Regions from separate parts of the Mus musculus genome. Here all the other regions are linked to region 1. Evidence: chromatin contacts called from public HiChIP or PLAC-seq and promoter capture Hi-C data. All regions are on one chromosome and are shown on one strand. The core of a region is the stretch at or near the end of the contact, and the rest is flanking DNA. Distances in the headings are between cores, read along the strand shown.

The links. Promoter capture Hi-C pulls out the DNA fragments that hold promoters and counts their contacts. HiChIP or PLAC-seq counts read pairs in DNA pulled down with a chosen protein or histone mark.
Region 2: a contact with region 1 is called in a promoter capture Hi-C map of pre-B cells, with 5 times the contacts expected there. The contact joins the promoter of Wdr47 here to the promoter of Ddx20 in region 1. A contact is called at or near these places in 3 of 39 promoter capture datasets (hippocampal neurons, liver and pre-B cells).
Region 3: a promoter capture Hi-C map of pre-B cells shows a contact between it and region 1, with 2.4 times the contacts expected there. The contact joins the promoter of Psma5 here to the promoter of Ddx20 in region 1. A contact is called at or near these places in 2 of 39 promoter capture datasets (hippocampal neurons and pre-B cells).
Region 4: a promoter capture Hi-C map of pre-B cells shows a contact between it and region 1, with 6 times the contacts expected there. The contact joins the promoter of Trim33 here to the promoter of Ddx20 in region 1. A contact is called at or near these places in 2 of 39 promoter capture datasets (the C10 cell line and pre-B cells).
Region 5: an H3K27ac HiChIP or PLAC-seq map of extraembryonic endoderm stem cells shows a contact between it and region 1, with 12 times the contacts expected there. The contact joins the promoter of Ampd2 here to the promoter of Ddx20 in region 1. A contact is called at or near these places in 1 of 115 datasets of contacts at active chromatin or transcription factors (extraembryonic endoderm stem cells) and 1 of 9 other capture datasets (liver).

Annotation. Positions count from the first base shown.
Region 1 is chr3:105,685,009-105,689,669 of GRCm38.p6, forward strand. It overlaps Ddx20 (DEAD box helicase 20), which reads right to left and starts at 2,563. Exons shown (of 11, transcript NM_017397.3): 1 at 2,116-2,563; 2 at 1,631-1,725. The coding sequence starts at 2,419.
Region 2 is chr3:108,588,721-108,593,381 of GRCm38.p6, forward strand. It overlaps Wdr47 (WD repeat domain 47), which reads left to right and starts at 2,558. Exons shown (of 15, transcript NM_181400.3): 1 at 2,558-2,877.
Region 3 is chr3:108,254,156-108,258,816 of GRCm38.p6, forward strand. It overlaps Psma5 (proteasome subunit alpha 5), which reads left to right and starts at 2,771. Exons shown (of 9, transcript NM_011967.3): 1 at 2,771-3,150. The coding sequence starts at 3,122.
Region 4 is chr3:103,276,478-103,281,138 of GRCm38.p6, forward strand. It overlaps Trim33 (tripartite motif-containing 33), which reads left to right and starts at 2,816. Exons shown (of 20, transcript NM_053170.3): 1 at 2,816-3,969. The coding sequence starts at 3,402.
Region 5 is chr3:108,084,373-108,089,033 of GRCm38.p6, forward strand. Ampd2 (adenosine monophosphate deaminase 2) reads right to left here and starts at 2,294. Exons shown (of 18, transcript NM_028779.5): 1 at 1,846-2,294. The coding sequence starts at 1,855. Gm12500 (predicted gene 12500) reads left to right here and starts at 1,604. Exons shown (of 1, transcript NM_001358018.1): 1 at 1,604-3,639. The coding sequence starts at 1,854. The coding sequence ends at 2,471. It also overlaps a transcript of Gnat2 not described here.

The DNA.
Region 1 (4,661 bases), core at 1,313-3,812:
GGTTGTGAGCCACCATGTGGTTGCTGGGATTTGAACTCCTGACCTTCGGAAGAGCAGTCGGTTGCTCTTACCCACTGAGCCATCTCACCAGCCCGGGAGTGGTTTTAAATGAGATAATCAGAAAGCCCTTTTACATCGAGAGTGTCGGCACACACAGAAGGTTCTACTACCCTAGAAACAGAAATCGATTGCCTCAGTTGAAGACTAGTCTAGGTTTCAGGCCAGCTAGGACTATTCCAAGTGTGCCTGCCTCAAACAAACGTGTTAGGAGCCCCATAAGGAGGTAACATTTGAGAAGAAACCTAAATGTATAGCACAGAGCTAGCTGTGGGACACACTAATGCTTTAGGAAGAGAAAACACAAATTCAAAAGTAGTAAGATATACATGAAGAACAGCAGAAAGACCCACATACTCTCTGTTGTTGTTTCGAGACAGTTTCTCTGTGTAGCTCTAGCTGTTCGTGAACTCTCTCTGTAGATCCGCCTGTCTCTGCCTCCCAAGTGCTGGGATTAAAGGTTTGTGAGAGGACTATATCTCAAAGCTAACTGCAAAGGTTAGGTACCAAAGGCCCCAAGCACCACACAGTACAAACTGCAATGTAACTACTGGAAATGAACATACTGGTTTTAAAAAAAAAAAGACTAGGAAATAAGACTTTTTAAAAATCCCTTAACTCTGGGCACACATCACAGATTTGGGTACTTTATTCTCATTCTCTCTCTCTCTCTCTCTCTCTCTCTTTCTGATTTTCCCAACTATAAATTATTATGTAGTATTACTTTGATACTACATAATACACAGGCACTAATTATTTTAATAATATACCTTAAAAATATGATTTTTACTCAAGTTTGGGATTTTGTCTGTTGCCAAGTATTACAAAGCCAAAACTCTCAACACATCCTAAATCTCAAATAAATTAGCCAATGTACTTTAAAAAGTATATTCATTATCTCCCACGGTTTCGTGGATATAGAACTCAAAGATTCTAGACAACAAATACAAGAATCCTGGGTTTAAAGGAATCACATTGAAGATCGACCATCTCAAAAGCCCCCTTTTGAAGTCAGCCATCACTACACACTCCAGACGACAGTGTCAGGATCACATCTTATTCACTGTTTAATCCCTAGTGCCTACTATAGTATTTATATGTAACAATGGCTAAACAAAGCTTTTTAAAGAATGATCCCCCAAACCCAAAGCTGAGTAGGACAATCTTAAAACCATATCCCGAGGCAACCTAGAAAATGAGAGATCAATACAACACATACACAAGGCTTTAAGAACCACCTGAAATTTCTGCCATAGCACAGTACTTACTAATCCAGAACTTCTACCTTCTATGTCTAATCCCACTCTAGTCAGAAAGTAAATGAATTTTTAATTGTACGATTCCAACTGACAAATGGTCGAGATGTACTTATAACAGAAAATTCCAACTTTAAAATACTGGACGTAGCCTTGGCCACAACTCACCGACGTGACCATCTAGTTTACTTCCCTAACTTGCATACGCTTTGGTCCGGCCTCTTCAAACTCACCATCTGGAAGAGTTACTAGTTTGTCACGACTCTCAATAGAGTCACGTGCTACACACCCCCTTCCGGATCCTGAGTTAGACTCACCTGAGTACTATAGTTTTCAAGAATCAGAGAGTCCAGAGCAATGGTGGAGAATACACAAGTTTTTCCAGTGCCCGACTTAGCTTGGACAATTAAATCTGAGGAAGAAAAAAATTATATATATTACATATTATTACCTAGATTTACTGATGCCACCAGATACCAAATACGAGAAAGGAGAATGAAGAGGTTCTCTGCCATGAGGACCTAGTTGCCACCTGTATTTTTGGTTGACTCTCAAACGCGCAGGAGGTGTGCTTGATGCCCCAATCTCTTAACCACCGAGCTACCTCCCCAGCCCTTTGCGCCCCGAATCTCTGCCGCTCACCTTCTCCAACTTGGACTCCATGCTGGAAGAAAGTCCTACCCTCAAATTCAACTGCGCGCCTTAGAGCCTGGCTTAGCCCCGCGATGGCGCGGAGCCGGAGCTCTCCGGGGGCCACGCCGTCCCCTCCTTCCCCCCACCGCCGGCCGGCCCCGGTCCTCACCGAGCCCGCAGCGCCCCAACGGGATGGCCTTGAGCTGCACCGGAGAGGGTCTCTCGAAGCCGGCCGCCCGCAGACCCTCCAGCACCGGTCGCGACAGCAGCAGCGACTCGAAGTCCGCGGGCTCCGCCAGCACCACGTCCCCGGTACGTGTGCGCGGCCCGCCGATGTCGTGTGCGGTCCGCTGGGTCCACGGGGATGCCGGAGTCGGCTCCACAGCCTGCACCGGCGCGGCCGCACGCTCCGCAGCCATAGTGGACTCGGAGGTTGTCAAGGCCGCCGGGACTTCAAACGCCGCCGCCGCCATGGTAGCCGCGCCTCCAGATCTCGCGATATTTAGACTTGAGGCGGGGCTCCTGGGAGCGAGAAGGAGAAAAACTTTATTGGCAGCCTCCCGGAGAAGACACGGACACGCCTGGAAGCGGAGGGGAAGAACGGAAGTCGGAGGCTGTCACTCTAGGAGGGAGCAGAAAAAAAAAAAAAATGTAGCCTGAGAAAGAGGCGGGAAGAGCGAGGGAAGATGAGGCTACCGGTGTGTTGCCGCCTGCGGCCTGCAGAGGGCGCCGCGTGCCCTTGGTGGGCGCCGCCCGCTGCCGGCCTCCCGCGGCTCTGAGTGCCTGGCCGCGCGGCGGGGCTCCAGACCCGAGCGCCCAGGACGCGCTTTGTGACGCAGCTCGCGAATCGGTCGCCGTCGCCTGGGCTTGGAGTCGGCTCCTTGGGTCAAGCTCGGCTGTAGCCACGCCGAAGTCTTCGCGATCCGTACCCTGTCGCGTGACGGAAGTCTCCTGATATTTAAGTGGAAACCTGGACTGCACGCCAACTCCTAGGCTCTGCTTGATCGCTCTCTCGGAAACCCTAGGCTAATAGACGTCTCGGGTCCAACGGATCTTTTGTGTGCCCTTCCTCCGTTATGGGGTGGGCAACTAGCACACCACTTTCCCTTCCTCTAGACCCACTCATGTGTCACCCTGTCAAAGAGGCTTTTCTTGAAATCTTGAGTGGTTTCCATCCTGACTGCTTCCTGGCCTTTCCCATTATTCCCACCACTATCCCCGAGTTTGATTATTTGGTTTGATTGGCTTAGTTAGTTGGTCTGTTTATTTTCTAAATCAGAGTCTCCCTATGCCGCTCAGGCTGGCCTCAAATTGGAAATCCTCCTGGCTCAACTTTTCAGATACTGAGATGACATGTGTGTGCCACCATACCTGGTCAGGTTCTTCATGATACAACTACCTAAAATGTTTATTGTCCACCCCCCACCACCACCCCCACACACACTTTCCATGAGGACAGAAAGCTATTCTGATTTGTTCCCTTCTGTCTCTGGTAGGAGAAACATAATCTGGCACGTACTAAATACTGTTTTTTGAAAGAGCTCTTAGAACAAAGCTTTAGTCATGCTTCCAAATGTAAGCATATCTTTATTACTTTTCTCATTGATGATGATGGACTGAGTCTCAGAACCTGTAAAAGAACCCCAATAAATGTCCTTGGCCATGGTGTCTCCTTACAGCAATGGAAACCCTAACTAAGACATGTTTGCTTAGAAATTAACAAAGCACTAAGCAAACGTCCACTATCCAAATGAAGGAAGAGGAACTAAAGATCGCAAGCTTCCTCATAGTTGCCCACATCTTTCACCCACCCAATCCACAGATGACAAATCTGAGGATTCCTTTTTGCTTTGCCTTCACCCTCTTTCTATCAAACTACTGTCAAATACTTGTGTCTCCAAATGTCTCATCCACTCCTTTACCATCTCCATAGTATCTACCCTGGGTCTTCTGGTCATCCTAACTGTTGCAAAACCCTTCTAGATGGGCTTCCCTGTCCAGACCATGAACCTCAGAGGCACAGAAATTACTTCCTTTATCTTTCTTTTTCCTAAGAGTTGAATCCATGATGTTGGCATACTACACAAACACTTCACTGTCTAACCACACTCCCAGTTAAAGAGTGAAACTCATTCCTCACTTCTTCCTCTCTCTCAGTCTCTTTTTCTGTTGCTGTGCCAAAAGCACCTTTAGGGAGAAGGTTTGGGTTGGGTTTGGGTTTGGGTTTGGTTTTGGTTTTCTGGACCATGGTTGAAGATACAGTCCATTATGGTGGAAAAGTGAAGGCAGTAGGAACTTGAAGTGGCAGGTCACGTTACATCCACTTTCAGGAAGCGGAGAACAGTGGATGTTTGCAAGTGTGAAGCTTTCTTCACTTTATACATGCCAGGATCCCCAAGAGAGAATGGCCCTGCCATTATTAAGATGTCTTCCCATATCAATTAACCTAGCAGAGATAATCACCCAGGGCCCATCTCCAGGTAATGCTAGATCCTGTCAATTGGATAGGTAATGTTAACCATTACGTTTCCTTTCTCTTTTCAAGATATTTTCTCACATTTATAGAATCATTAGAAACACACTTTTTGTTAAGGTAATGAGAGGATAAATAAAGTTACAGTAGGGTAGTAAGCAACAGATGACATCTTTAAAAGGATCATTGCTTGTGTCTTCAGGTATTCAATCTGTGCCCCGTGCTTCACAATTATAAACCCA
Region 2 (4,661 bases), core at 1,308-3,807, 2.9 Mb after region 1:
ACACTATTAGAAAGAATTCAAAGAGTTAGGAGGTGCTGCCTTGTTGGAGGAAGTGTGTCACTGGGGGTGGGGTTTAAGATTTTAAAAGCCCATGCCAGGCCCAGAGTCTCTTGGCCTAAATTCAGGATGTCTGTTTTCAGCTGTTCCTCTAGTATCTGCCTGTAGGCTGTCTTGCTTCTTGTCATGTTGATAATGGACTGAAGCTCTGAAACTGTGAGCCAGTCCCAGATAAAAGGTTTTTTCCTCTTAATTTATTTATTTATTATATGTAAGTACATTGTAGCTGTCTTTAGACACACCAGAAGAAGGCATCAGATCTCATTACAGATGGTTGTGAGCCACCATGTGGTTGCTGGGAATTGAACTCAGGACCTCTGGAAGAGCAGTCAGTGCTCTTAACTGCTGAGCCATCTCTCCATCCCTAGAAGCTTTTTCTTATAACACTTGCCTTCATCAGGTGGTCTCTTTAGAGCAATAGAATAGTGACTAAGATACTATATGATTTTCTTCTAGGATTTAGGTGAACTGGGCAATTGATGTTTTGAAGTTCAGATATTTTAATTTCTCCCTGAAATTAAAAATGTTCTCTCTACAACTTTTAAACTACGACTTATCTTTTTGGGTTTCCCTCCTCCTCCCTCTCCTCCTCTCCCTCCTCCTCTCCCTCCTCCTTCCTCTTCTCCCCCTCTTCTGTGCATGTGTATATGTGTATGAAGCCAGAATTGATAGTGCTTGACTCTGATCACTCTTCATCCTATTCATTAAGGCAACGTTTCTCCTTGACAGAGTTTGACAGTTAGTCAGCTTGTGTCCCTCACTCCCATGATCCATCTCTGCTTCTGAAGCTCCGGGTTTACAGGTGGCCACCAGCCTTGAATAACTACTGATGATCCAAACCCTGTTCTTCATGACTGCATGGCAAGCACTAACCACAGACCCATCTCTGCAGTCCCATCTTATTTTGAGACAGACTCTTACTATGTAGCTGGGCTCAGACTGGCCTCCAATCTGCAATACTCTTTATCCTGCTGGAATTACAGGCATGCACCAACATACTTGGTCTTTAAAGTATTGTATTTATTTATTGGATATGTTATGTGCATACACAATGCTGTGACTCACCTGGCCATTTATCTTGAACTGGATTTTTTGTCTGTTTGTTTTTGAGGTCCCAGCCTTTGCTGGCTGGAACTCATTATGTAAACCAGGCCAGGTAAATCTCTCATAAGTCTACCTCTGCCTCCTGAGTTCTGGATTCTTTATGCTAAGGTTCCTGGAGGTTCAGCTCCTTGAGCAGTACGTATCTGGGGGAATACTACTACACAAATGTGTAGGAGTGAGGTTACTACTGTAAATAAAAGGGCAGTTCAAAACAGCAGCCTTGTTAAGTGCTTCAAGATAGGATTAGCTTTACACATGGAGAGCCTGGAAGGGGATGGTTTTCATGGAGGGAGATGGAGTACGGAAAAGGGCAAGGAAGGAGTATTTATTTCACTTAAGCTTTATTAGTTAATCGTTGGAGTAGAATTAAGAGTCAAACCCAGTGCACAGAAGACATTTGGAAGTGTCAGACAGGTTGTCCTAGCTACTTTTTTTATTGATGTGATGAAACACCACGACCAAGGCAACTTATAAAAGACAGCATTTAATTTTTAGCTCAGGGTTCCAGAGGGTTAGTTCATGACGGTCTTGGCAGTGAATGTGCCAGCAGACAGGGAGGCCTGATGCTGGAGCAGTTGCTAACAGCTTACACGTGATCCACAAGCACCAGACATAAAACGAAGAAAAGGCTGGCTTGGGACTGGAGAGATGGCTCAGCGGTTAAGAACACTGACTGCTCTATTTGGAGGTCCTGAGTTCAAATCCTGACAACCACATGGTGGCTCACAACCATCCATAGTGAGATCTGATGCCCTCTTCTGGGGTGTCTGGCGACAGCTACAGTGTACTTACATATAATAAATAAATCTTACAAAAAAAAAAAAAAGCCAGAAAGGACTGGCTCTTGAAACCTCCAAGACCACCCTCAGTGACATCTCTTCCAACTTGTTCACACCTAATCCAGTGGTTCTCAACCTTCCTAATGCTGCGACTCTTTAATACAGTTGCTCATCTTTTGGTGGCCTCCTCACCCCCAGCCATAAAATTATTTTCGTTGCTACTTCAGACCAGTTGGTTACTGCTATGAATTGAAATTATATGATATGTTACCCTCCTAGGAGGTGTTGGGACCCATACGTTGAGAACTGCTATCCTTATCTTTTCCTGTCAGTCCAGTAACTGGGGACAAGCATTCAAATGCATGAGTATGGGGGCAATTCTCATTCAAACTACCACACCTGTCCACGCTATTTTGGGACATAACATAGCGTCACCCGAAGGTTCTGGGCCTACATTCTCCTTACAGTCATCTCCTAAACCATAAGAGCAGAGAAGGCGAGGGCCAGGAGCCTCCAGGCGTCAGTCTTAGATTCTGCCCGCCCCCGTGTTAGGCCCCGCCTCTAGGCCCCGCCCTACCCTCCTGGGCTGGCCCAGCCGACTCTTCTGCTCAGGCACCTGCCTAGCCGCCTCGCGAGGAGGGGTCCTGAGGCGGCTCCAGGGACGAGCAGTGATTGGCTGCAGCTGGCGGCTGGAGCTCCGTTCCAGCGGCGCTTGACAACCGCAGTCCGCGGAGCGGAGCGGTCGGAGGCGGGATCGGGGCGGACGCGAGCAGGACCGGCTGACGAGCTGATGGATTGACGTGCGGGCTGCTTAGCCCAGACCGCCGCCCTCGCGCTCGCGCCTTAGACTGGAATTGGCTGTCTCGGGGCTCTGGCCGCCGGCCTCTCCTCCGCGTTTTCCTCCACCGCTTCTGCCGGCTCCGCCCGGAGCTCTCAGGTGAGCGGATTCCAGGAGGCGGGGGCGGGCCGCCGTGCACCGTGGGTTGCCATGGTCACCCGTCGCCACCTGTCACTAGCCTGATGCGGCGCAGACCCCACAGCCCCTTGGGCGGCGTTCGCAGCCGGGAGGAGTGTCTTGGGTAGGCTTTGGTGGCGACTGCGAGAAGATGGGATGCGGGCGAGGCCCGGGTGTCTCGGGGACAGGACCTGGGACCCGCCAGGCAATCTATCCAGGCCGCCACTGCTGGACCACACCTTCCCCTACTTGCCAGTCTGATTCGGGCGGCTGGGCGATGCCCCTCGCCCTGGTATGGAGTATCCACCTCGCCGCTGCTGAGGGGCGCGAGGAGGGCTGACTGGGCTGCATCTGCCTCGCCCCTCTATTGGGCTGGGGCGAGACTGAGGGCTGCGCGCTGGTCCCTTTCCCTGCTCGCCTTGGCCGGCGAATGGGTAGGGAGTGGCGGGGTTGAGGGTTTGTGGGGGATCCGGGTTTGCCCTTTCTGACGCCAGGCCAGTGGCTGTTAGGAGCAGTCCTGTGGGGTCTGGGAGGGTGGGGACAGGGGCATCGACTGAATTTCGAACGTGATTTGTTCCCGGGGACGCCTGCGTAAGACACCGGAGGTTATGGAACTCAGAGGGTTAAGCTGCTTAGCTGTATTGGGGAGAAAAAGATTGGGGCTCTAGCTCTGGGACGACGCCTTTGGCAAAGGGGTAGGAACCAAGTAGGCAGCGGCAGTATTTGACCTGATGATTTCCCCCCTGTACATCCAGACATGCAGCTAGTAACTACGAAGGGTGTCGTCTGAGGGGAGCTTTTTTTTTTTTTTTTTTTTTTTGGCAACTTGGTTCTCACTGCATAATGAGAGGAGAAGTCTTTGTTCCACCCAGATTCATCGGTTGAAATCCTGACACTTAGTTTCCCCCCTTTGTTGTAGAGAGTTCATAGAATGCTATAAAAAGTTAATGGCACAGGAATTAACATACAGGTTTAAAAGGGCTGTAAATCTTTTTCACAGATAATACCACTTCTTTTTTTTGGGGGGGGGTCTCAAGTGTTGGCATATGTTATGTTAGCATTTTACTAGAAAGGAGAAACGCCTAGCAGTCGAATTTTCTTTATATGGCACATTCTGGAGGTCTTATTTAGGTGGGAGATATAACGAATCATTGTGCATTAAGGTTTGGAGGAGGGGGAGGAACATTGCTTCCAACAACAAAGTAACACGTAAATGGGAAAGACAAGGAAATAATCCATAACAGTATATGTAAGGCAAACAACCAGATCATGAACTTGAATTGGGCTGCCATTACTGAGTGTGTGTGTGTGTGTGTGTGTGTGTGAGAGAGAGAGAGAGAGAGAGAGAGAGAGAGATTTAACTTATTTCCCACCTTGCCACTTTTCTAGGTTTTTTTTTTTTTTTGTGAAAATCAGTAGTAGGAATGTATCATAAGAGAGCAAGAGTGCTAATCAGTGTTTGCAGTTACATAATTGTGCAGTTTCTTTCTGTTTGTCAAATAGTTTGTTATTGAATGGACACCGTATGACTTGTTTAGTATATGCTACAGTTTGAAAAGCAAATAAGAAATATGTCAAAATAAGAAAAATGTCCAATTTTCCTTGGTAGGTCAGTTGCCTGAAAATCAGATTGCCTGGATGGAAGCTTCTCTTTGCTTCTGTAATTACAGTCTTGGAAGAGATATTTATCCTACCATTGACCTTGTTTTCTTATTCTGTGAAATAGGGATAATGCCTGGTGTTGTTTTAGTCTGAGAGTGGACTGT
Region 3 (4,661 bases), core at 1,521-4,020, 2.6 Mb after region 1:
TGCTAATCTGTGAACTGAACTGCTGATTTCCAGACAACACAGATGGGAATCGCTCCACAGGACCTTTCTAAACAGATCCACTTCCCCCATATCCTTTCTTTCACACTACCTCTGTGGGTGGTGGGCTAAAAGGGAGGTTATAGCGTTTAAGAACCATCATTAAAAAGGCAACTTGGGGAAGAAAGGGTTTATTTGGTTTATACTTCCAGGTAATAATCGATCACTGAGAGAAGTCAGGACAGAAACTTAAGCAAGTAGAAGCAGAATCATATGAAGAATGCAGCTTGCTGGCTCGCTCACTCTCAAGCTCAAGCTTGGCCAGCTCTATTACATAGTGTTCTACAGACATAGCTATGGGCCAGTTTGATTTAGACAATTCTTCAGCGGAGGGTCGTCTTCCCTGGAGACTATAGGCTGTGTCAAGTAGACAAGGAAGTGTGTGTAGAGGTCAGAGGAAAATCTGCAAGAGTTGGTTCTCTCCTTTAACCATGTAGGTCCTGGGGATGGAACTCAGATTGTCAGGACGGTGGTAGGTGCCTTTTACCACCAGACCATCATATTCCTGGTCTCCGTGACTGTAGGTTTTAGCCAATAAGAAAGTAAGGATACAAACCAAACTTCTACATCGTAAAAGTTATTTTGCCAGGCCTTCCTTGGATTCACATATATACCATCACTCCATACAACATTCAGACCTGGAGACCCATGGTTCAGGACCCAGGATCCAGACTTGACCCTCGGCTTTTCTGTTACTCATCAATGAGAACCTTTCCCATTCCATCTACCTTCTTCTGGCTCCTTCATTACTTTCCTGGGAAGGACATCTGGCTCAACTGTCCACGAGGGAGTCATTTATTGAATTATAGGCAAGACATTCTGTGATGTGCTACAGTAGAAAAACGATGTGACTATGTGTGTGAGAGCACATACAGCTTCTGTGACATCCCTGTCCTCCTCGATTACCTCCCACTTTATTTTTTTGATATACAGTCTCTCACTGAACTCAGAGGTTGAAAGAAAATAAGCTTTCCTTTTTTTTTTTTTAACCCACAATCAGCTAGAGTTACATTTGGTGTTGCCTACCTATAACCCCAGAATTTGGGAGGCTGAGACAGGAAAATGGCCTGGAGTTCTAGGACAACCTAAGCTACATGGTTTCAAGGCGGAGTAGGCTAAAAGTAAGTACTTTCACTAAAAGCAAAACAGAGAACTAGCTTTCCCTTTCAGACAAATATGGCTCATTACACGGCCTCTCCCTCCCTCCTATTCCTTCTCCTTCATGAAGGTATAATTGACAAACAGTAGTTGCTTACATTTACATTATAAAAAATGATGTTTAAAAATATTACTTTTGAGACAGGGTCTCTCTACATAGCCCTGGCTAGCCTGGAACTCACTTGGTATACCAGGCTGGTCTTGAACTTAGAGATTCCCTGCCTCCTGAGTGCTGGGATTAAAGGAACTATCACACCCAACCCAGAATGGTATTTTTAAAAAGACTTTTCAATGTGTGTGTGTGTGTGTGTGTGTGTTTGTGTGTGTGTGTTATGTGTGACACATATATAGGGGCCAGCAGAGAGCAGAAAAAGGCAGTGGATCCCCTAGAGCTAGAATAAAGGGTAGTTATGTGCAGCCTGACTAGGACGCTGAGAACCAAATGTGGGCATCTAGAAGGGAATCAGGTGCTAAGCTATCTCTCCAGCCACCAGAATTATGTTTTGATATAGGTATATATCACGATTAAGTTAACTTTCACTAACATTTGCCTTTTTTGGTAGTGATTAAAATCTACCTTCTTAGAAAAATTTCAAGTGTAAGATATTAACTCTAGTCATCCTGGTGTATCATATATCTCCATTAGGTATTAATCTTACCTGAAACTTTGTACTCTGACCACCTCACACCCCACCCCCGCCAAGCCTGGGCAGAGGTTCATGCATGCTATGAAAGTACTCTGTCACCGAGTTACATTCCTAGAGAGTCAGGACTTCTTCTTTTTTTTTTTGTTTTTTTTGTTTGTTTTTAAAGATTTATTTATTTATTTTATGTAAGTACATCGTAGCTGTCTTCAGACACACCAGAAGAGGAAGTCAGATCTCATTCAGGATGGTTGTGAGCCACCATGTGGTTGCTGGGATTTGAACTCAGGACCTTCTGAAGAACAGCCAGTGCTCTTAACCCCTGAGCCATCTCTCCAGCCCGAGTCAGGACTTCTTAACCACCTAACTTTCTTTGATAAATGATTCATTTACAATGTTTCTTAAAAAAAAAAAAAGCTCAAGTTGCTCTTCTACCCTTAGGAAGAGAAAACAAGAAGCACATACACAAATTAAGGTCCTTAAAAGCAGTGACTAATCTGAAGCTCCGATACTGAACTCCAGGTCTGGGTCTGAAACTTGGATAGTTAGGGTGGTGGTGGTGATGTGTACGAATCCAGGAAAGACTTGATAAAATAATCGTACCTATGCAAGAAATTGAAAAACGTTCTTGCTGATTAGAACCTATCAACTTTTAAAACTTTTTTTTTCAACAAGCCCGGCTGGCAGAACTGCCGGGCACGCTGGTAGAGGCGCACACATTTCTCTACCCAAGTCAAAAAGTCCTCAGCAAACCTAGTTCCGGCTGCCACCGAGCCGGGAAGACAGCGAAGAGCTGGGCAGGCGAGCGCGAAGTAAGAGACCGGTGTCCCCCGGCTGCATTTACGCGAGCTGGCGAGACTTACGTCACGATTCCGACAACCCAGTCATCAGGCCAAGTCTTGCAGCCATCCAAAGCGCGGCGTGCTCACTCCTCGACGACGAGGTTCACTCTCACCGGTTGCCTCGAGTCCCAGCGCCCGTAGCAACCAAGGGTGACGGAAAGCGGAAGTGCTCTCTAGTTCCGCCTCCCTGTTAACCCAGGTCCGGTGAAGAAGCTTGTCAAGTCCAATCATCGCGGCGAGAATATCAATCAGCCAATAAAAGGGAAGCACGGGAGGGCGGGCTAAAAAGGTCGCGTGCGCACGCGCAGACGGCTGCAGGGTCCTTGGTGCTGTGGCGGTGTGGTTGATTAGGGTGCTGCTTTCAATCGTGTGGCCTTTGGGAACCCCGCGTAGCCACTGCCGCCTCCTTCTGTCCTCGCCATGTTCCTCACTCGGTCCGAGTACGACAGGTTCGTACGGCGGGAAGCAGCAGGGTCGAAATTTGGGTGGGCGGGCCTGGGGCCCGCGCCGCGGCCTGGGTTCTGCAGTGTCATGGGGCGCCCGGAGAACCTAAGTCTGGCGGGACCCGGGGAATCTGGTTCCCGAGGCGCCCGGCGAGATTCCCCAAGCTACACTGCAGCGGACCCGTTGCACTTGTCCCGCTGAGTCACCGCTAATCCTGACTCCCCGCGGAAGCGAGAGGCTGGGGCTGCTTGGGGCAGGCGGCGGAGAGGGATCGGGACCTTTAACCTGGAGTAGATTAGGGGGACACCAGCCTTGCGTCCGTCTTTTCAACCTAAGTCTGACTGCTTAGGAAAAAGAAAAGTGAAAGGAGTTTCCTTGAATAGAAGCTACCAGAGACTATTGGATGAGTTTGTAGGAATCCGTCCTGTGCTGTACATTTTAATCTTTTTTGAAGAGCGAAGGCAGTTTTCAGCTATGCTCGGATAAATATATTGCCTACAATCTGGTTTTGTGGGAACTTGAATGTACAGTGGTTCTCAGAAGAGTTTTAATACACTGATTCCATTTGACCAAAGTGTGTGTATGTGAGAGGAGGTTTGAAAGCAAGTTAATTTTAGTGTTGTGTTGAAAGCTAAATGTTTTGTAAAGTCAAAGCTGTGTGGTTGTGTTTATTAAAAGAGCAGACAACCTAAAAACTTTCAAGTCTCGAAAATGCTAACTAATACTGTCATAAATGCTGTAGATACTGTAACTTTCAGTTTCTGTTTTGAGCAGTTTTGCAAACCACTGGGTTCCTTTAAAAGTTAGGGAAAGCAGACATTTTCTTAGTTCCAGGTTACCACTGAGAAATTACTTTTCTTGGCAAGTATGTATTGAGCCTGTCAAAATATATATATGTCATTCCAGGTGCCACAATTTTGACAGGCTCAATACATACTTATATATACACATATATACATACATATTAATCTCCATCCTTTTGCTGACTCAGAAAATATCGGTGAAGTTTTAAAACTATTTCCTGTTGTCAAGTAAAATGGTCGTTAACACTTGGCTTCCAGAGTATTGAAGAGAGTCATCTTTAGGTGATAAAATGTTAAGAAAATTGTGATCCTCATCTGAAAGGCTTTACTGAGCTTTGCCCATTTATTTATATGAACTAGTTGCTTTGTGGATTTTTTTCTTTTGTATTTGCTAAGACTAAATAAAGCCCAGGCCTCTATTTAGCTAATGTTCTTGAGCGTTGGCTGTGTTCAAGAAGCACTGTTTAGGGAGCTGGTTTTACAGCAGTGAGCAGAATCAAGATCTCTACCCTCCTGTTTGCAACAGTAACTGTAATGTGAGACAGAAATGTATTGATGTTACTAGAGGAATCTAAGGCAGCACTGGACGTTCTGATGAGAGGCTGCATTCATTGTTGGAGGTTGGGGAAAGCTTCACAAAGAAGCTGATAATTCAGATAGGTCCAGGGAAAGTAGGATTTCTAGTAAACCAAGACCATGAGAACGAACAGATA
Region 4 (4,661 bases), core at 1,566-4,065, 2.4 Mb before region 1:
CCTTGAGAAGAAATGAAGGTTTGGAATCAGACAGGCAGGTCGAATGCAAAAATATGGATATAAATTACAAGGCTGGTGAAACCCTGGTGGTAGAGTGGTATGAGTGGAAATCTGGGCAGACTGGATTTAGGAATAAGTGGAGTATGACAAAATAGAAATATCTTTAGAGACACACATGAAAGAACTGAAAGTCAATTTTATTTATATTTAGATAAAAATACATCAAGGCTATTTGTTTTTTTTTTTTAAATTAGGGTTCCTTTTTCTCAACATCCTCTTTAACACTTGTTTTCAGTTTTCTTGATGATTGCCATTTTAACTGGGGTAAAATGGTATCTCAAAATAGTTTATTTGCATTTCCCTGATGACTATGGAAGTTGAACATTTTTGAAAAATAGTCATTGGCAATTTATTTGCATTTCTTTCTTTCTTTCCTTCTTTTTTTTTTTTTTTCTTTTAAAGTGTCTATTCATTAGCTCGTTTGGTGACTGGCCATTTTAGTTGCTTGGTATTTATTTTTCTCAGTGTTTGGTAAAGTCTGGATAGTAGCCCCTTGTCCGAGCATTTTTCTCAGTGTTTGGTAAAGTCTGGATAGTAGCCCCTTGTCCGAGCTGTAACCGGTAAAGCTTTCCCCCTGTTCTGTGCACTGTCTCTGTGCTCTACTGACAGTTCCTTTGCTGTGGAGAAACTTTTCAATTACATGTAGTCTCTCCATCTGGTGACATTTGTGGCTAGCTCTGTGTTATTGTTCCGTTCAGAAAATTCTTGTCTAGCCTAATGATTATTTAATAGCCTAAGATATTGAATTTGTATTATCAAAAACCTTTACAATGGCCGTACTATGTGGATCAGCAATTCCATTTTTAAAAATACTCCGAACAGAGACATGTAAAGGATGGCCATAATGCTAATCATAGTATTTTAATAAAATATTACAAACTACCTTATTGTTTAGCAATAGATAGCCAATGCATTATAATATATTTATATAATATTAAAAATCTACTTATTATTTAAGCTAGTATATATTTTATTAATTGCAAAAGTTAGGGATGCCGGGCATGGTGGCGCACGCCTTTAATCCCAGCACTTGGGAAGCAGAGGCAGGCAGATTTCTGAGTTTGAGGCCAACCTGGTCTACAGAGTGAGTTCCAGGACAGCCAGGGCTACAGAGAAAACCTGTCTTGAAAAACCAAAGCCAAAAACAAAACCAAAACAACAACAACAGCAACAACAAAAAGTTAGGGATATGTCTGAAAGCACTTTGTAAATTGGAAATTTCTGCTTATGTACTGTTGTATTTATTACTGGAATACCAATGTCCTCCTCCGTGGTCCTGGAAATACAGAAAAGCTGGTAGATAATGATTAGATGCAGAAATCCTGTTCTCTTTGATACTTGTGGTTTTTGAACTTAGTGACAAAGCATATGGAAGTTAATGTGTTCTTTGCATACCTTTGCACACCTCAGTGACATACTTCCTCCTGATACTTTCAAGCCGTTCTGCTCCCAGGTGACCAACCATTTAAATAAATGAAACTATGGAGGCCATTCTTTGTTTTTGTTTTTTCTTTTGGTTATTTTGAGACAGGGTTTCTCTGTGTAGTCCTGGCTGTCCTGGAACTCACTTTGTAGACCAGGCTGGCCTCGAACTCAGAAATCCACCTGCCTCTGCCTCCTGAGTGCTGGGATTAAAGGCGTGGGCCACCAGGCCTGGCCACATGGAGGCCATTTTTATTCAAACGACCACAAGTGTTATCTCCTATTTTTCCTTTCCTTGTTGAAGCCATTCCTCTCACACTAATTCCAGGGTCTCTGTTTGCCTTAGGCCCTTTGTTTTTTGCCACCTGCTCCTGTCTGGAATACTCTTGTGCAAGCCAGGTTTCTTCACCTTATCAGCAGAGCCCTTGCTCAATCAGCACAAATCCTTTACACTCGCCTTATTTTTACTCCAAAGCATTTATCATTTCCCCCGACATACTCTCCATGTTCATCCTCTAAACTGTCAACTTCTTGAAGGCAGAGAGTTTCTTTGTTCTCCTGCAGGAACCCCAACGTTTCTATCTTAACACGAAAGTCAGAAGAGATTTTGAAGGAATTGATGAAAAACGCTTTTCTGTGAATTTAAAAACTCACCCAAATAAATTTCCTGTATAACTACGGTCTAGGACGGGCTTGTGAGACTCACATTAAAACAGCTGTTGCACTTACATCATTTCCCCTCCCCCATTTCTTTTTGGAGGCAAGGTCTCCCTATGAAGCCTGATGCTTAAGCTGGCCAGGAACTCAGCAGTCTCCCTGCAGGTGACTACAGGTGGGCACTATATCAAGTTACACTTGTTCTGGCAGCACTGGCTAAATGAAGGTCTGATGGCAGCCTGAGGCGGAGAGGCCCGATACCAACAAAACAAAACCCTTTCATAAAGCTTCTAAGATTGAGGTGGTGAGGACAGTCAGCTGGCCCACCCGGGGACGCCGAGTGAGATTCTCGGGATATAATATTGGTTAGAAACATGGTCTCCCAAACTGGCACATCAGCCGCAGGGACTTTTCAACATTCATCTGGTTTTCAACTTCCTGATTCTGTTTTGGGGTGTGGCCCTGGCATCTCTGTTTAGAAAAAAGCTCATTTGATTGGCTTTCAGGTATGTAGCAACGTTGGAGAATCACCTTAAGAAGCTAAAAATAGCTATTAGAAGACTTCTGTCTCACCGCAGGAGCCTATATCTGGAGACTTTTGGGGTGTGTGTGTACGTGGTGGGGGGAACTCTGCGCAGCCGCTCTCGGGTGTCACAGCCCTCTAGAGAACGCGGTCCAGCAACACCCAGCGAAGACCCAGGTGGTCCGCACCTCCTCGGTAGGAGGCCTCCGCGACCAAGCGCGCGACAGGTGAAGCTTCCGCGGTGGCGCGCCCGTCGCTGGGGATGGCGTCGCCGTGGAGACGCTCGCTCGGGGGCGAACGCAAGCCGGCCTCCTACTCCTGCATGTTTTCCCTCCCTTCTTCCCGCACCACCGCGGCTTCGGCGCTAGCAGCCACATCATAGAGACCCAGTTCCACCAGCTCCTACCGAGCTACACAACTCCAGCCGGGTGGCAACAGACCACACCGAGGCGCGGAGCTGCATCGCGGTCTGTCCCGCGAGCGCGCGCGGCCGGAGTTCCCGCCTCCCTCCGGAGGACGTCGGTGCGTACGTGCGCGTGCCCACCCCTCCCGCCCCGCGACGCGAGGGCGGGGGCGCCGCGTGCGCGCGCGCTCTCGTGCGTTCGCTCGCTCGCTCGCTCGCTACTTCGCTCGCTCTCGGCGGCCGCTCTTGCTGTGGCTGCGGCTGAGGCTGGGGGCGGCGGCGGCGGCGCGAGCGGCGGGCGGCGCGGGGCGGTCCGGCGGGTTCAAAGAGGAAAACATGGCGGAAAACAAAGGCGGCGGTGAGGCAGAGAGTGGCGGCGGGGGCAGCGGTAGCGCGCCGGTAACCGCCGGGGCCGCCGGGCCCACGGCGCAGGAGGCGGAGCCGCCTCTCGCCGCGGTGCTGGTGGAGGAGGAGGAGGAGGAAGGCGGCAGGGCTGGCGCGGAGGGCGGTGCGGCTGGGCCCGACGACGGGGGGGTGGCCGCGGCCTCCTCAAGCTCGGCCCCGGCCGCCTCGGTCCCCGCGGCCTCAGTGGGCTCCGCGGTCCCCGGAGGCGCGGCATCGACGCCGGCTCCAGCTGCTGCCCCAGCCCCGGCCCCGGCCCCGGCCCCGGCCCCGGCCCCCGCTCCCGCCCCGGCTCCTGGTTCCTCGTCGGGGCCACCTCTCGGACCACCAGCCTCGCTTCTGGACACCTGCGCGGTGTGTCAGCAGAGCTTGCAGAGCCGGCGCGAGGCGGAGCCCAAGCTGCTCCCCTGCCTGCACTCCTTCTGCCTGCGCTGTCTGCCGGAGCCGGAGCGCCAGCTCAGCGTGCCCATCCCTGGGGGCAGCAACGGTGACGTCCAGCAAGGTGAGCAGCAGGCCGCACCCGGGAGAATCTGGTGTGGCGGCTTGGGGTGCCGAGGGTGCTCGGACGGTGCAGTGCAGAGAGGTCTCCGAGACGAAAGCTACGGCCCCGGGGACGGTTACCAGAGAAGCTGCACCGCCGGAGATATGGGGAGAGAGAAGGGAGGGGTGCCGGCTGCGAGGGGCTGGGGGAGGGGATGCTGAGAGGGAGGTTTGAGGCGCTTCTGCAGAGGGTGGACTAAAGAGACAGAAAAGGGGTGTACCGAACCCTCCGTGAGAAGTGAGTTGGGGTGGGAAGGCCTGGTCCGACAGTGTTGATAGCTAGGGGTTGGAATGGATTGCTTATTGGCCTGTTCGGTTAAGAGAAAGAGCTACCGATTAAATGGTAATAAAAGACATTGGAGTCCTTGGGTTAGAAGAAGGCACTAGGGTGACATTGCGATGAGGAGCTTGGTAAGTGATATTAGTTGTGAGGGGCCTGCGTGGTTAAGGGGAAATCCTGGGATTTGAGGATGAAGAGAGGAACTTGGAAGGGAAGAGTGTCAGGGAGAGTTGGGCTTATGTTATTTCATTTGTTATGCATTAATAGCTCAAGTATTCAGGGCACTGTGCTAGAACTGAATAAAATGCTCAGTGAGGACTCCTTCAGTCCAGTAGTGGAACCCTGTGTCACCTGAAGCAGTAGAGGTGTGGGTA
Region 5 (4,661 bases), core at 1,044-3,543, 2.4 Mb after region 1:
AATCTATCTCAGTACAGTACAAAGCCTAGATAAGCACAGTCAGCAGGATAAGAATAGGCCAGAGGCGGTTAGTCAGGGTGTCAATACAGGCAGCTATAAGGAGTTGATAACACCCAATCAATCATCGAAATGTCTTTCTTTTAGCCATTAGACTTGAGAGTTAAAGACACATCCCTGGAAGCACAAACTCTAGTAGCTAAGTCCTCACCAGGATGGACCACAGGGCCAGCTGCAGATGGTGCAGAGATGCCCACTTAGGTCCAAAGGATGCAGCGTACATAGCCCACCAGCCATTTCAAGGGCTCCCCACTCTCCTGAAGAAATTCACAACACAGGCCTGGAACAAGCCAACAGGAAGGACACTGGCAATAGGTGTTAGCAATCTGGTTGTGTAGGTGTTAGCAATGCATGACCCCATATGTCAGACCTCACCACCCCACTCACCAGGGAGGGAGTTCTAGATCTAGGGTCTTGGAAAGAATAAGTAAAGGCAAGTCTAGCCTGAGTCTGCCTGGTACCAATCAGAGTAGCCAGTCCGCAGTCAGTCCCACACCCTCCCCACTCCATTCACATACACTTCACACGCAGTCTTAGCATCTGCACAAGCTGACACGTGTGCATATACATCTCGTGGGCACCCACATCCACACCCACTCCTTGTTACGGAGGGCAGCACCCCTGACATGGAAACCTCAGGCACCCCCTCCCACCTCCCTCCCTGCGCCATCAAGTCAGCCAGTCAGCCGGGGAACCGGGGAACCGAGGTCGAGAGGCATCATTGCAGAGAGGGTGCTGCAGAAGGGGACCTTATCGGAGGCACTCAGTGGCCTGGACAAGAGGAGGGGAACCCATGCCTGAAACCAAGAACTCTCACCTGGAGCGGCAGCGGAAGCTTGCAGGCCGGCCCGCTTCTTAAAGGGATATTTGGCCTTGGACTTGCCTGGGCCAGGATAGGATGCCATGGCTGGGGCCAAGGCGACAGCGGAGGAACCTCACCGGCTGGGGCCAAGCTCTCCCACATCCAACCCCTTCCTCCGCCCCGCCCCCAGCGGGAGTGACTGATGCAGGAAGCAGCGCCCCGCAGGCGGAAGAGGCTCTGGCCACGATTTCTGATGTTGTCTAGGCAACCTCGGGGAGTGGGGCCTCCATCCTGCCCCTTATCCCTCTCTTCCCACTCCAGTCTTTAGAGTGCCCTGTCTGATGGTGGCTAGGGCCGGGGTCGGGATGCAGAGAAAACAGATGGAGCAGCACCAGCTCTAAGCTCTTTACTACCCTCACCCCACCTCGGGAACCCTCATCCCTTGCCAAGGCTCCAAGGCAAAGAAGCCAAAGTCCAGGCTAGGCTGGTCCAGCCAGCCAGAGAGAAAAATAATAGGCAAGAATACCGCCTGAGCTCCAACCTCAAAACCCATTTCCTCCAGGGAAGGAACAACGGTACTCATGAAAACCCAGAGCCTCTGGGGCAGAGCCCCCCTCTTTTCTTCTCCATCTGACCCCTGCTCTAGGGACAGCCCAGCTCCGGGAGGAGGCAGAACTGAGAATTCGAGCCCAGGAGGGAGGGGCCTGTCTTGGGAAAATTCCACTGACCGGCAGAAGCTGTCTCCTAGGAAGACAGGAAGAGTAGGAGGCTGGGTCTTGTCTGAGGTCGATGGGAAAGACCCCAGCCTACTCTGACCTGTCGCTCTGCCTGTACACTCAAGATCTGCTTCCTTGGACCCTTCTAGGAGCCGTTCACGTCCCCTAGGTCTTGCAGGCATTGCCAAGACCCCCCACCCACTTATCACCCGACCCAGGCACCTCTGCCTTGGAGTCCCTTTATCAACCACACACGCGCCACACACTTACCTGAGGCCATGCTGCCCAAGTCCCGCGTGGACCAGGAAGGCAGCCTACGAAAGTCTGCACAGCGAGGGAGCCGGGCTGAAGAGGGGAGAGGGCCCCCACCGGGGCGAAGTCGCGCCACTGGCCCCTGCACCCGCACTGAGAAGCGGGAAGGAAGGCAAGGTTTTCAAAATGGCCAGCTGGCCGGGGGGCGGACTCCCGCCGACTTCAGCGGCCAGACTGACCTCAGGAGACCCCGGAGTCGCGACCCCAAGCCTGCACTCAAGAGGAAACAGGCCACGTGCTCCCCAGAAAACCGGACCCGGAATTCGCCTAGGGTTCTTTCACCACTTTCTGGGAATCAATTAGGGATCCGGCTCCTGTGGCCGGGCTACGGGGGAGTCACGCAACAGGTGCGACCCCGCCGAAACCTTCCGGGCTGCGCGCCAATCTCGCGTACCCCAGGCCCCGCCAAGTCCGCGGCCACGCCCCGTTCGGCCACGCCTCTTGGCCTCCTGGCCACGCCCCAACCATTTTCCCAGTTCCCTTACGCCACGTGGGCAGCCTCCGGACCAGGGTTGGCCTTGGCTTGGCCCTTTGGTCTTGGGCGATTTCTGTGCGTCAGTTTCCTCATCAGTAAGATGGGATGAGGCAATGGAAACACCCCATCCAAAGAAAGGAGTTACTGAGGACTGAAGGTAAATCCCCTTTGCACAATGTCTGGCACAAAGTCAGGTAGCTATTATTAGGGTCCCAGAATCCATTTCAAGCAGAAGCCCTGCCCTTGAATTCTCCGCATTCCCACCTGAATCTATTTCCTTCTATCAGTCATTGGTAGGCAGGATGTGCCCTTCAAAGCCGGTTCACCATCCCACATTAATTTCTATGTTGACGTTAGACTAGCCAGAATGCCTAGGTTCAAATTCAGACATCTCCACCTACTTTCTGACTGATGGTGAACTTCTCTCTGGGTTTTACTGGTTAACTTTGGCTCTTACACCCGCTCTGATGAAGATAAAGGAGATAATTATAAGTGCTTAGACTTGTGCCTGGCCTGTAAGTTACTTCCCAATCAGTGTTCCTGGAAGATTTCTTTGGCCTGGGATCACTATGGCCAGCTCACTGATTTCTCCTTGTGGGTTATGAGAAATTGGGCTGTTTGAATAGGGCCACAGACACCCTCTCAAACAAGGATTCCTGCCTCCCAGGGGCAGCCTGTACCTACAGGAACCCTGAAAAGGAAAGTCCTCCCCTTTATCAGCAGCAGTTGGTCCCTTCCCTCGCCTCTCCCCTGGGGGAGTCTTTGCCCCCTCACCCAGCTGCTCTGAAGTCTCTCCAGCTGCTTTCAGTCCCTCCTCTCCCCAACTGGAACTCTGAGTCCTGATCCCCCATCTCTATCTGCATCTGATGTGGCCTCTAGGGAGTCTCCTATCCGCTATACTAAAACAAACTTTAAAAACTATTGCCTTAGGCTGGGGGTGTCAGCTCAGGGGCAGTATCCCTCTGCCTTACATGCGAAAGCAAACCCCAGAATTGCAGAAAAACGATGAAAATACAAATTTTTAAAAAACCCTACAGGTGGCCTCCATAAACTTGGGAGACCAGTGGGTTATGGGAATCCAGCTCACAGAGAATCAGACTAAAATAGAACAAGGAGAACCTTATTCTTACACCGTTACGTTTAAATATCAAAACAGGAACCACTAAAAGCATCGGATACAGGTGATGGTGTACTGAGCTGGGGCACGCATTATGTGGCTGTAAATACTAATATAATCTAAGAACCGTTTGGCAAAATAAAATCAAGTATCGCTATAAGTTGCACTGTTTTGACTCAGTAATCCACTTCTAACAAGTCTTTTTTTTTTTTTAACTCAAAAATAATTTTATTAGAGTTTAAAGGAAAAGCCCCAGGGTGTACAAGTTGTAACTCTCAGCTTCCTGGAAGAAGAGAAGGGAAGGGAAACACACGTTGGAAGAAAGAGAAAGAAAAAAAAAAAGTTCTATCTTTCTGAATTAGCTCAGGAAGGTAGGAGGGCCCAGAAAACCTCATAGGGATTTTCTCAGGGTGTACGAATCACAAATCTGTTCTTAATTAGAGGGTTGTCAGAAAAATATCCACAAAGTTGTTCAATATTGCAGTGTTTACCACAGAAAATTTGGAAACATAAAGGCCTAGCAACAGGGGAATGTTAAATGAACACAATGAAATATAACCATTAACACCGTTCTTGGAGAATTTCTTTAATTGTATGAAAATCTTTACAACATAAAGTTAGATGCAAGAATGGAGTCGAAGAACTACACAGACAGGATGGTCCTAATCATGTGATGTATATGAAGTACACAGAGGAGAAACAGGCAGAAAGTTACCGTAGAAATCAACAAGAATCCAGCAGAGCTCTCCAATCACCTGCAGTCTCCCTCAGACTCAGCAAGTGGGCTATTCTGAATACAGCCCTTAGACATTGTAAGACTGTTGGCTTCCGAGAGTGAACAAAATAAATCCCAACATTAACGATCAGGTACCATGTGACCATATAGATGCTCACTTACATTCTGGTAAGATGCAGATTTTGACATAATTTTAAAGGGTCACAGCCTTATCCTGGGCCAGGCCTCTGTGGATCCCCTAATTCAGATCTACCCAGCCAATTGGGTGGCAATTCTGTTCTCCACCCAAGCCAGGCAAACCAGTTCGTGAGAGCCTTCATCTTGAAGTCCCACCAGCAACAACACACCCTTTAGTCTATAACCATCCCCCACCCCCATATTTCCAGGTCACATGGTTTTCAGTGGTTGCTTGGAAGTCTGCCCTGCTTCCAGCTAAGCCTCAGTCC